Regions from separate parts of the Mus musculus genome. Here region 1 is linked to region 2. The links are chromatin contacts, called in public promoter capture Hi-C maps. All regions are on one chromosome and are shown on one strand. The core of a region is the stretch at or near the end of the contact, and the rest is flanking DNA. Distances in the headings are between cores, read along the strand shown. Region 1 holds the start of Cox14 (cytochrome c oxidase assembly protein 14). Region 2 holds the start of Nckap5los (a long non-coding RNA gene).

Region 1 (3,408 bases), core at 283-2,782, 290 kb before region 2:
TGGCTCAGTGGTTAAGAGCACTGACTGCTCTTCCAGAGGTCTTGAGTTCAATTCCCAGCAACCACATGGTGGCTCACAACCATCTGTCATGGGATCCAATGCCCTCTTCTGGTGTGTCTGAAGACAGCTATAGTGTATTCATATACATAAAATCCAGAAATAAATCTCTTTAAAAAAAAAAAGTGACCAGCCCACCCAGACTATACTAGGAATCAAACCTGGGTCCTCTGGAAGAACAGCAAGGCTCTTAACTGCTGAGCCATCTCTCCAGCCTCAGAACCATATTTTAATCAGGCTACTTATTGTGGTAGTGAAATTCTCCCGAGAGAGGACCTGAAGATAGACTTGAGGATGTGTGTGTCTGGGGGATCCTGCCTGTAGAGTGCCAGAGTCACTTCGCCCTGGTGAAAAGCTAATTTCACCTTGTTCACTGATAGAGAAGATTTGAGTATGATTTAAAGTGGGATGTAACTCAGTGTAGCAGGCACAAAGCCAGAGGTTCAGTCCCCAGAACTGCATTAAACAGAGCATGTGGTATATGCTGGAAATCCCAGCACTCAGGATGTGGACATGAGACCCTGTCAAAAACAAAAAACAAAAAAACGGGGGGGGGGTGTGAAACAAAAAGAAGCAAATCCGAGATAACCTCAAAAACAAACAATAAAACCCTGAAGTTAGAAGCCCAGATACAAGGATTAACTTTGGAAATAAAAGAAACTCTTGAGACTGGCAGAAGGTTTTCATCTGATGGGCATCCTTTACAAAACAAATAAGGATCAAAGCCCTAAAACCACCCCAGCTTCTGTCATTTAGCCCTCTTTGGAGAGACTTGGTGTCCGCAGAAAACAACTTCTGACTAACGGAGCCCAGAAAGGTAAGCTATGAACCCCATATTCTGTAGGATCAGAGAAGGTGGTGAGGACCTCAGAGAAATAAGTGGCTTTGAGGGACCGTGAGGAGCTTTGGGGTTGAGGCGAGCAGTTTCAGAAGGGAGGACAGCCAGGCCGCAGTCACACCAGGAAGGCGGTCGGACTATGACAGCCGGGGAGCCAGCAGGGGCTAGCACAGCGCAGGGACTAGGAGCCGCGCGCTCTCAAGGGCACAGGCCGAGGACGCGCGGTGCGGGACACAGGGGAGCGGAGGGGAGCGCGGTGCGGGGCACAGGGGACAGCAGGGACTCGGAACGGGGAGCAGGGGAACAGCGTGAAAAGCGGCGACACGGGGAGCAGGGGGCGCGGTGCGCCGAGCAGGAGAGCGTGGGGGGAGGGCGAGTGCGCTTGGCCGTCCGGCCCGCGGCCTACCTGGAGGCTGCAACTCGGCCGCGTCAGAGCGATGCCTGCTCAGTCTGCCACTCGCAGAGTCGCGCGGCCGCCGCAGGGCAGGAAGAGGCAGTCACCAACGCGCAGCTCCTCAGCCACTGGTGCTCAGCCCCGCTCCGGACCCGACACCCCCTGCGAAAACTCGCCCACTAAAGCGAGAGCCAGCCTTGAACTTCCGGCTTCTACCTCTCTCTTACGCACGCTCAGTCTAGCCTTCCTCTCGGAAAGGCCCATTGAATTCTGGGGGGTGTGGTTCTGGTCCATCAAGAGCGCTCCTTGGAAAACGGGAAAAATTTTAGCTCAGAATTAGCCAATCCGCAGTCTAAGTTCAGTGACGTAAACTGTAGCTAGGTAGATCCTCGGAATTCTCCAGCGATGGGCCTAGCGCCCCCTACCGCCTGGAGCGGCCCTTTACAGGGTGATCCGGAGGAACCGACCTTAGCTGGACCAGCACTAGTGAGGCCACAGAATGGGTGTAGGGGGTGAGTCGGGGGATGGGAGGGTGACTCGCTAATATTTCTGCCTTGTGCGCGACCTCCTCGTAGGCAGGCAACGTGACAGACCCTGTAAGAAGCGCTGGGAAGACTGGCTGACAGCTTGGGTGGAAGAGGGGATACGAAGCACAAAAGGGGACGGGGGTGGGGTGGGGGGGTGGAGGTGGGGGCTGTGAGCAGAGTGGACGCCAATGCCGATTGATGCCCGAGTGTGGCTGCTATTAAACAAGGATGATTTTTTCCACTTCTTGTCTTACATTGAGTAAAACATGCATGCAGTGATACATGACCCCACACACTGCCACATAAACTCCCCCAACTCTTCCAGTTTCTGGAAAAACCACACTTTATTGGGTAGACAAGTGGCCTGACAGAAGACCTCAGATTCACAGTTGACTGACTGAGCAAACATAGGTTAAGGTGTTGGAATCTGTCTGCATCCCGCCCCAGTCTCCCGGGGAACAGCTCTGAATTGAGTCATGCGTGGGAGGGTTCCAGCCCAGTCGGGATCGATGACAGGGCCCCCCCTCTTCCCCTTACCCGACAGCTCTGACCTTCACTAAGACGGAATTCTTAAAGGCTAGGAGCAGAGAGGGACCTGGCACCTTAATGTGTTAGTTTAATATCAAGCTGGCCAGAGCCACGGTGTCCCAGTTGCTGCCACACAGGAAATGGAGACCCCTGGTGGAGAGAGAAACCTCCAGCTATTTATAGCTAGCGCTCCAGGCTGCTGATCTGTGACATTCTCTTGCTGCCACCCAACTTTGGAACAGGGCCAGTGCAAAGCAGTCTCCCATCCCCCTCTGATCTCCCTCACCCCAGGGCAGGCAGTTTTCAATTGTCCTTCCCTCGAGTTCCCCAGCTCCTGAGGTGTGTGGGTCCGATCTCGCGAGGACCTTGTTCTGTTCCGAGGACAGCTGGCCTTGGACTAGGACCCACCAACCCTTGTGGAAACCTACTGAACCTTTGAGCTGCTCCTTAGTTCTAAGCCTACAGATGCCGGGTGGCCTTCCAGGCTGGGTGAGAACGACTTGGGCAAAAGGAAAGGGCAGAGTCAAGAATATGGGCTGACAGCCCTGAGGACGATAAACTATAAATCCTACATTCTGTTAGACGTGAAGTTGGTGGTGACTGCAGAGAGAAGCGGCCTTGTGGGGAGGACCCTGAGAAGAAAGGTCAGCAGTAGGAGGGGCTGGCCGGGGCCGGAGCTCCTGACTGGGGAGGTGGACAAATAGGAAGGTCAGGGGAGCCTGAGCCATCTGAGCCTGCTGTGAAAAGAGTGTAGCTCTGTCAGCAGATTAGATTCCTGCTCCCCAAAGAGGGTGCTGGCAGCTGGGTGCAGGCAAGGGAAAGCTGGGAAAGGTCACACAGGGTGGGGAGGCCCTGACAAAGCTCCAGGAACCAGGAAGTCTCTGGGAAGAATGGAGCGCCCCAGGGCCAGAGATGCCTGTGGAGAGCAACTCTTGTGCCAGAGTAGCCTGGGGGAGGGGGAAGTAGAGGCTTCTGAGGAAGCAAGTGTTGCTAGGAGAAGTTAGAGTGGGGTTGTTTGAGAGCTTTGTATTTTGTTAGCAAACAGTGAGATCGTTGATGTTGTG
Region 2 (3,263 bases), core at 410-2,909:
TTAGTTGAAGTTGGTGTTACTTTCTAAACAGGGACGTTGAGTCACAGGGCAGCTGGTTGACCAGTAAAAAATTCGGGCTCTAGGCCCCCATGCAGGGTGTGTGTGAGCGCTGGGGTTCCTATAGGCACAGTCTCGGCCTCAGGATGGGAAGAATAAACAAGAGTCACCCAGCCTAACCTTGAGCTGTTGCATTATCACCAGTATAGCAGAGGTCACTAGAGAGTTTTGTCACCCTCCTCCTGCCTTCTCTCCTTGCCTGTTCCTGGTCTGCCTGGGAGTAGCCTGCCAGGCCTCATTCCCAGAGCCTGACTCCCAAGGTCATGGACCAGCCGGCCGGAGGCACCGGAAAGCTGAGGGCATCGGCTGGTGAGGACGACAGCATGGAGCTCAGCACCTGCCAGGAGCTTCTGCACCGACTTCGGGAGCTGGAGGTACGCGGTGGCAGGCAGGGCAGGGCGGGGCATGGGGAGTCAGGGCTGCCCACCGCTGAGCTCAGTGTGGAGAAGGCTTGCCAGGCAGGAGAGGGCTGGACGGTTGGTTCTTTATTAAAGCTCCCCTGGGAAGCCCCGGTTCCTCTTCACTCTCCAGCTCGGGCGACAGTGAAGAGTACGTAGCTGTCCTATGCCACGAGTGTCTCTTCCCCACCCCCACCCCACCTTTACGACCCTACTGGTTCCAAGGACAGTGATATCCATAGAGGCTACTAGGTAAAACGGTCAGATAACCCTGGTCCAGGAGTTTGATGGACAGGGCAAAGCCTGTCCACTCTGCCACCCTCGCTCCCAGGGTACAAATGAGCCTCAATGATTCCCCTTTCCACCTCACCCTACAGGCAGAGAACTCGGCGCTTGCGCAGGCCAATGAGAACCAGCGGGAGACTTACGAACGCTGTCTGGATGAGGTCTGTGGGGTTTGCCGAAGGACAGGGCTGGGGACAGGGGTGGGTGGGCAAAACGCCAGCTCAGCTCCCGGACTTTGTGTCCCCAGGTTGCCAACCACGTGGTACAGGCTCTACTGAACCAGAAGGTGAGTGGATTCAGGACTGTCTCACACCCACCTAACTGCTGCAGGATAGACCCAGGGTATACACAGGAGGTACAGCCCTGGGACTCCAGAGACCTGCTCAACTAAGTCTCTACCACCACGGAGTAGCCTAGGAGGAGCTCCCTATTGGCCCACTTGGCCCATGCCACTACCTCTGATTGGCCCGTTATTCTCTACCAGGAAGCAGAGTGAGTTGTTAAGGCCAGGTCTCTGAACCATGGGAACTTTGATTTGGACTAGAATGCCTTCTCTTACCTGGAGCCCAGCTGATTTCTCTATCGCCTTCAAAACACTACCAACGTCATGAGCCTCTATGGCCTTGAAGTGTTTTCTTCAGATCGCTGTGATGCGGGCCACTTAGACGTCAGGGTTCTCCCACGCCTTAGATGCCCCTCCCTTTTGACATGGCTTCTAGGAGGGAGGAAGCCAGCTGCAGAAATGGTGGAAATGACAGACTGGCCTTTACCGTAGTTCATTAGGGTAGCAAACCTTGAGAGCTCATCCCCAGAGGCTGTAGGTGTGAGCACAGCTGGCGGGGGCGGGAAGTCGCTGTCCCTCTCCTGCCTCCTCACCTTTGCTTCCTGTCCTTCCTGGGTGGACAGGACCTGCGGGAAGAGTGTATCAAACTGAAGAAGAGGGTGTTTGACCTGGAGCGGCAGAATCAGGTGTTGAGTGCACTACTGCAGCAGAAACTACAGCTCACGGCCAACTCCCTCCCTCAGGTGGGCAGATCATTTTCCTGTGGGCCCCGTCAGCATCAGCTTGCTCTTCTGTTCACCTCATAGGAGCAGGGTGTCCGCTGTCCTTAACACAGGGCCTGTGACCTTGCGGTGAAGGTATACTTGGACTAACAGACTTGCATTTTAGCTGAAAGAAAACTTCCCGAGTCCCTATAGACTCATCTGTCAACGCCATTCCCAGGGTCTCCCTACTCAGGCAGACAGTATCTTCAGTTGTTGTTGTTGAAGGAGGAGGAGGGGGAGGACAGGGTCTCACTCTGCATCCCTGGCTGGACTTACACTCAGGCAGTCCTCCTGCCTCAGCTACCCAAGTACTAAGATGAGAAGCATGGCCCTCACTCCTAGTGTACCCCTTCATATAAGAGAAAGTTGAGATTCACCCTGCCCTGTGTGGGGAGTCGGTCGGGTGGAGGCTGCAAATGCAGTTATTTCCAGTTCCCTAGAGGCCCCTGTGGCCACTGACGTGGCTTCTTCCTGGCCAGGGCCAGGGCAGGGCTAAGCATAAGGAGCCCAGAGCTGCGTGTCACAGAGAGGACAAGAACGGCACTTCACCCCGTTCACTGGATATGGGTGGCTGCACATACTGGGTTTGAACTTCACAGGCACTGGTTTCTATTGGCAGGCTGGACCCTGCCTGCCCTGGGAACAGTGTGGGGGTGGGGGTGGGGCGCTGGCTCGGGGTATGAGTCCTGGGATCAGTTGTCATGGATGTCACTCTGTCAGGAGCCTCAAGGATGGAAGAAGATACAGAGATAAGAGTGGTCTGGAAGTCAAGGAGAATAGCAGGTTGCCTCTGAGGGCAGCCAGCCCCTGCCCCCATTTTGACAATGAAAGCAGCTTTATCAGCGTGGAGCTGAGCCATGTCTGTCTGAACATGTGTGTTTGTCCAAATGATCCAGCCTGGTATCTGATTCCCCGTGAACTGAATCTCGGGCAGCAATGGATAGTCCGCAGTTGCCCCTGCAGCTGTTGTGCCTCTGCAGGGACCCCTGAGGCCTAGCTGTCACCAGCCTTCCCCCACCCAGTGAACCACCCACAGTCACTTTTTCAAAAACCTGAATGGACTGTGGGATCACCGAGGGTCGGTCCAGTCAATCTCTCACCCAAGTTCCCATGATGCAATGGAAAATTACAAGCGTTAAATGTTGGCCTCAAGTAAACTGGGGTTGGGTTTCTAACTGAACTGCTTTTTAGCTAAGTGTGGCCTTGGGCAAAGTATCAAACTATATAAATGTTAGGTTTTTCCCTTACAAATGGCACAAAAACACTGGCATTACACATCCTTGCGAGGATTAAATGAGGTAATATATGGTGCTCTGCTCGCTGACAGTCGGCGAATGGCAGCGGTTTAGTAGTATTAACGTGACTCCCAGGGTGAGCTTCGCTGGGTTGAAAGCCCCATTGCGCAGACACTAATTAAGCTTCCCTTGGAAGCCATGCCTTTGCCAAGGCCTGAGGAACCGATCTCAAGGCCCTGTG

The links. Promoter capture Hi-C pulls out the DNA fragments that hold promoters and counts their contacts.
Region 1: a promoter capture Hi-C map of 3T3-L1-derived adipocytes shows a contact between it and region 2, with 5 times the contacts expected there. The contact joins the promoter of Cox14 here to the promoter of Nckap5los in region 2. A contact is called at or near these places in 10 of 39 promoter capture datasets (the 3T3-L1 cell line, 3T3-L1-derived adipocytes, the SN4741 cell line and 6 more), 2 of 484 Hi-C or Micro-C datasets (both in embryonic stem cells) and 4 of 115 datasets of contacts at active chromatin or transcription factors (the NIH/3T3 cell line, embryonic stem cells and microglia).

The regions. Positions count from the first base shown.
Region 1 is chr15:99,723,742-99,727,149 of GRCm38.p6, reverse strand. It overlaps Cox14 (cytochrome c oxidase assembly protein 14), which reads right to left and starts at 1,532. Exons shown (of 2, transcript NM_183256.3): 1 at 1,302-1,532. Gpd1 (glycerol-3-phosphate dehydrogenase 1 (soluble)) reads right to left here. Exons shown (of 8, transcript NM_010271.3): 8 at 2,136-3,408. It overlaps Gm16537 (predicted gene 16537), which reads left to right and starts at 2,676. Exons shown (of 3, transcript NR_155353.1): 1 at 2,676-2,833.
Region 2 is chr15:99,431,208-99,434,470 of GRCm38.p6, reverse strand. It overlaps Nckap5los (a long non-coding RNA gene), which reads right to left and starts at 1,659. Exons shown (of 5, transcript XR_003951477.1): 1 at 1,617-1,659; 2 at 1-1,474. Nckap5l (NCK-associated protein 5-like) reads left to right here. Exons shown (of 13, transcript NM_001001884.1): 3 at 282-431; 4 at 833-901; 5 at 988-1,026; 6 at 1,647-1,766. The coding sequence starts at 321.